2 separate regions of the Gossypium hirsutum genome follow, and region 2 is linked to region 1. Evidence: chromatin contacts called from public Hi-C data. All regions are on one chromosome and are shown on one strand. The core of a region is the stretch at or near the end of the contact, and the rest is flanking DNA. Distances in the headings are between cores, read along the strand shown.

What was found. A called contact is a pair of places that touch in the nucleus more often than the background predicts.
Region 2: a Hi-C map of leaf shows a contact between it and region 1, with 5 times the contacts expected there. The contact joins the promoter of LOC121212431 here to the promoter of LOC107895105 in region 1. A contact is called at or near these places in 13 of 34 Hi-C or Micro-C datasets (anther, hypocotyl, leaf and 1 more).

Annotation. Positions count from the first base shown.
Region 1 is chrA13:87,446,623-87,449,622 of Gossypium_hirsutum_v2.1, forward strand. LOC107895105 (sucrose transport protein SUC8) reads right to left here and starts at 1,395. Exons shown (of 4, transcript XM_016820336.2): 1 at 40-1,395. The coding sequence starts at 1,257.
Region 2 is chrA13:87,872,263-87,875,262 of Gossypium_hirsutum_v2.1, forward strand. It overlaps LOC121212431 (vesicle transport protein GOT1), which reads left to right and starts at 1,392. Exons shown (of 7, transcript XM_041085043.1): 1 at 1,392-1,539; 2 at 1,766-1,816. The coding sequence starts at 1,786.

The sequences.
Region 1 (3,000 bases), core at 145-2,644:
GAGATTAAGTGTGAAGAAAGGTAAAAAAGGAAAACTAACCGCAAGTGGAATACCCAACAACCCAAACAAAGCCAAGGCAGAGGTTTTGATTCTGGTTGGTGGAGGGGTCAAGATTTGTGGTCCATGTTCACCCCTCCATGCCTCCGCCACCTTGGTGATCCACACCGTCCCCGCCAAGCATGCTGCCAATATCAAGTTCACCACCCCCCACATGTTCTTCACTCCACCTATCAACCGGCTCACAGGCTCTAACCCCAACGACGCGAACGCCAACACTATGGAGTTTATCATTAGACCCAACGCACCCGCACGCACTCCCTCGTCGTACAATTTTTGTTGGCTTGCACTCCCCTTCACTTTCCCTCCGTATACTTCCGCCCCCATCCAGTCAGTGTCGTACAACAAGAATGGAAACCATGCCATCCAATTAAGGCATGTCACCAGAAGCAAGATCCACATTGGTTTTTTCAGGGTCTTGAATGCCATCACTAACTCCGCAAAGAAAGGCCGCCCCGATGACCTTCCTTCGTTGTCCTCTTCGTCTCCAGCTTCCTTTCTTGTTATTGGTGTCTCTTTCACGGTGGTAATGGCGGTTATTGTGATAGACAGGAGGAAAACAATGTCAATTATGAAACAAGTTTTGAGGTTTGCACAGTAAACATCACAGGCGGTTGTTTGTGTGAAGGGTAGGAGCTTGTGGAGATCTGAGAAGGAACCAGCTGCATAACCTAAAACGTTGCCAACAGCCATGAAAAACGAGAACCACGCATTGGCGATCCTCATTCTTTTATGATCATTCGACGAAAGGTCAGCCAAGAAAGCGCGGCATGGACCTTGTAACATGTTGTTAGCCACATCGAGGATCCAAAAACCTGTAACGAAGATGGCAACGGCCCTAGGCTTTGTGGGATTTTGCAGTGAATCACCAGATCGGTGACCGATGTCTTTGGCGAAGCCAATCATGAAAACAGCGACGGCAACGAAACAAGCTCCAACAGCAATGAAGGGTCGGCGACGACCGATGCGAGAGGTACAACGGTCACTGCTGTAGCCTACAATGGGTTGAACGACGAGGCCGGAGATGGGACCACAAAGCCAAATGAAAGCAGCCCAGACGTGAGGAACACCAAGGGTTTGGACATAAGGGGTTAGAAGAGAAAGTTGCAGAGCCCATCCGAATTGGATCCCGGCGGCAATGGCTGAAATCACCACAATATTCCATAGCGGGATCGGGGTTACGGTTTGACCTGTCTCCATGGCGCTCTTATCATACAGATAAAAAAGAATAACAAGAAACTGATGATTGATGGAAAAGTGCAATCAGCATATATGGTGTATATATGTCTTGATGGTGTGAAGTGTGAGTGAATCATAAATAAGATGATATTTATATAGGGCACAAGAAATTATATATGGTTAAAAATAGTTAATAACTTTTAAAATAAATTTGAGTGTGTACAAGTATATACTATTTGTGGATTCAATATATGGATAAAGCTTGGTTGTAACGAATCCAAGTAAGTTGCCCAATTGATGGAATCTCATAATTACATCTTTCCTATTTTGGCTTTTTTTTTTTTTTTTTTTGCTTTGGGTGAATGGAACTTATTTAATTTTAAATTAAAGATTTGAGACTTGCGTCGAGGTTAAATGTTTATTCAATTATTATTATTATTATTATTATTATAACCTTCTATTTTGATTTTGGTAAGAAATTCAGAAGTAGATGGGAGGGAATTAATAAAAATAATTTTGAAGGTAAAATTTTCAAGTATTATATTTAATTTGTTTCTACCGCCAAAAAAGCTAAATTCAATTGGTGTCATTTCCATTGAAATCGTATAAGAATTTTGTATTAGGATTAATATTATATTTGGATGAAGTATAGAAATGTTGATTAAATTATTATTCGTGTTGTATTTTTTATTAAATTTTGGGATTAATTTTAAAATTATATATATTTTGATTTAATATGTAATTATATATATAAGTTTTAATTTGGTGCAATTATACATATAAAACTTTAATTATAGTTTTAATATATATTTAAAACTTTAATTTTGATTTGATCATGCGAATTTAAAGAAATAAATACATTAAATTTTTTTTATATTGGATAAATATAATTATTTATATATACAATATATAAACATAAAATGATGTTATATCAATAATTGTGTTAATAATTTACAAAATTGGGTCAAATCAAAATTTCATGTGTAAAATTGCACAAATCAAAGTTCATATATGCAATTGCATATTAAACCATATTTCTTGTACATCTTTGGGATTTATCCCTTAAATTTTTATTTTTTTTATGTTAACATTAATCTATTCGGAATCAAAATTTTTGGAGCCATTTAAAATTTGATGAAAATGCTAACATGAGTTTATTTTACTGGTTTGATAACAAATTTAACCCTCTAATACTAACACATTCTATCAATTTGATTTCAAATTTAAATAATTTTAAGACAATATATATGTCACATGTCGGGAATAGGGGGCTTTTTTACGCAATTAATCCTAAAAGAATTATTTATGAAAATGGTCCAAGTAAAAAATTAATGTACGTAAATGACTTGTTCTCAAAAATGACCGCCAATGCCTCCTGACTCACCGGTGGCACTGTCCCCTCATTATTAGCCAATCATCAGCTTCTTAAAAAATATCTTTTTAGGTTCTGCCACTATGTCAGGCCGCACCATTATGTATTTTTTAGAATACTCGTTAAAAATATAGGTATTCACGATGGAGAAAAAAAAAGGAAAAAGAAATTTTAATGGGTGTCATCGATATGTCAGGTGACACCCGTTAAAATATTTTAAAAAAATATTTTTAGGTGTTGTCGCCGTGTCAAGCGGTACCGGTGATATTTTTTTAAAAAAATTGTAGAAAAAATAGTTCAAAGTTTTGGTCATTGTTTTAGAAGATTTTGAGTTGGCTACTAGGAGATCTAAACTGTAAAAGTCAACGAGAAGGAGGAAATATCTTTTTTGG
Region 2 (3,000 bases), core at 142-2,641, 430 kb after region 1:
CAAACCCGACAGTCCCCTCATTTTCCTTTTTAACTTTTGAAATTTGAACACTGCCAGAATCTTGGCATTCTGTTCCATCAATGTCACGAGTCTCATAATTCATAGCCACTTTCTTAGTTGTCGTCACTAAGGTTTCATGTTTTCTAATTGCTGAAGTTAGTGGCAGCACAAAATACGACGCCTTGCACTTCAGTTCAATGAGAACAAGACATGCATATATTGTTGAATGGAAGAGCTTATTATTGATGTGCATAAATTGTCACTATTTCTGTTTCCTCTTGATTTCTTCTGATTCCCGATGACCCATTTCTGTAAGGCACCTGTAGTATAGAGTTGGATCCATGGCCTTCACATTTTGTGTTAACTGTTGGAACACCTTGTTATTTGGGTGCAGAGGGGCCTGATCTGGATCCATATTCTCCACCACCTCATCCTGTTCTCCTATAACTATAATTTCTTTTTGACAATTAGTAACTGGCCAATATCTTAGAATCTCCCTAACCACCACTTCCCCAAGTACAAACTGAGAAATGCAATAAGCCAGCTGCTTATGCTGAACTTGCAAACTTGCAAGCTACTGGTGTTGTACTGTGGGAGAAGCACTCTCGTCAACAACAGCTTGTGGTTCTCTTTTAATGGAACTACAAAGCCATTGATGATGCTTCCCTCGCCGACACCGCAATGCTTTTCAGTGTAAAAACACATCGTTTATTGCTTTTCTCATGAATGATGTATAGAAGGTCTTCACTCCTTGGATTTATTGCAAATGCAGATTGGTGTTGACGACTATATATTAATTAATTTGATAGAAAATCAGTCCTTACAGGCTTAGCTAAAAAGGAGAGTAAGCAACAAAAAACACGAGATGTTTTATAGAGGAGAGATGTTGTAATATCAGATAGCAACACAGTAATGAGTATTTCTGGACTCAACAATGAGAGGTTAATTATAAATGATATCATAATTAATAGATTGGAAGCATTAGCAGCTACCTTGTTCTAAACTAAGGACTCATCAAGCGGACTTTGAGAAGATCCACCACCAGACGGAGGAGATACTTTTACTAGGAATTACCCAAAGTCGGTCCAATCTGAATTAATCCACGCTTTTTCTAAGTTTTCATTATCTTGATTATTAAGGTTAATTCGGATTCCGGTTGTCAATAAACGAAATTAATATATTATATAATTTCAATTAATATAATATATAATATTCAGTTACAATATTTTAATACCAGAATGTGCATTTTTTAGCAATGCAGCAATGGAAAAGCTTCTGCTTCTGCTACTACAAGTGGTCACATAAACTTTACATTGCCTCTTTTGATGGACTGCTTTTGGAAAATATAAGTTGATGATGAGGAGTTTTATGTCATTTCAGTTACTTCTCATGTAAACAGAGATGCTAAATAAAAATTTTTAAAATTTTATATATTTTTGTTATCTCAAGTATTTTTTCAACTTGTTTTATTTACATTAACTCGCGGCTCCCTCTTTCGCTCGCTCGCTTCCCATTTCTGAATTTCTCAATCACTTTCAGGTAGTTGTTTCTTTTCTTTCTCTGTTTGATTACCGAGAAATTACTTCTTTTTCCTCTCTGTAAACAAGCGGGATTTTTTATTTAAGATTTGTTTTTCTTCTTTTTTATGTGGAGTCTGTACTCTATTAGATCTGTATTTAATTATTAAATTCTGTTTTCTCCTTTTTTCCCCTGATTCTCTCACATGATTCCGTTTCTTATTTGTTTTGCTTTTTGAAAGTAACAGGTATCTGAAGAATCAGCCAAATGGTTTCCTTTGAAATGAATGATCGAAAAAGTGAGCTTTTATCTTCCATTTTCTGTGCTTTCTGTGCTTCTTTTCATTCAATTAACGCATCTATGAATCTGTGATTTTGTGAAACTTCTGTTCGGTGTGATACTTTTTTTTTCCGATGGAGGTTTGATGCTTGAAATATGCATTGTGCAATCCCTAGAAATTTTTGTGAAATTCAGATCTCTGGACTTGGTTCATCGTTTATCTTGGGATTTTTATTTATTATTATGCATGTTGGTAAAATTTTGTAACTGCTGTTAAGTTAGGAAAGTCTTTGAAGTGTCCATGTTATTTTACGTTGAGGCAATCTGGGAATGATTTGATGTGCTAATTTATATTAGACGTTAAATTATTATGGCAAAGTCAGTCGAATATATTTCCTTAGAAAGAATATTTTTTATTATTTATTATCCGAACAAATATTTTAGTAAGCTATTCGGAGTTGTTTGGTAAGTTATGCTGCTTTATTAAGAAACATATATTAACTGGTAATTCTAATAAATTGATGTTAGTCAAACTCCAAAATGATTTACTAGTGGAGCTCCGTTGATCACATTTGATGTGCGTAGATGGTGAAGGATTTCTAATTGATATGTACACCCCTTATTATTCAAAGTTCAAATATATAGGATAGTTCAATAGGATGTAGTTCTCATTGTTAAATTTATTTATGCATGCATTTATGCTTGGTGAAGCGTGTGCACCACACCTTCTTGGAGTTGCTTATGATGGTGTTGTTTAAGTTGAACAAAATGACGAACCCTCTTACATGTGGATTTTGTATACAAATGCTAATGGAAACAGTTTAGGGTTATTGCAATTTCATAGGAGTATTGCAGAATATCTTACAATATGTAAATAATTTATTAGATTATTTGGTGGTAAGACTTTTACCAACACCTTAGCTATATGTGATATGGACAATTTTGTTAACTCTTATTTTACTAGAATCTAATCTTTTTAGTTTAGGTCTAAACCTGTGATCTGAGCCAACTATTTGTTCTGTTACATGGATTGTTGTCATTGATATTGATTGGAGGTGAGTAGGAGTGCGTTGCTACTGTCTAGCATTTGATTCACATGAACTTAGCTAATTGGGGACTTATGACTTCGTTTGTCATCATTATTTTGACGGAAAAAGGGAAACCTTATATGCACTTATCATTTGGTTTAACTTTCATTTTTAC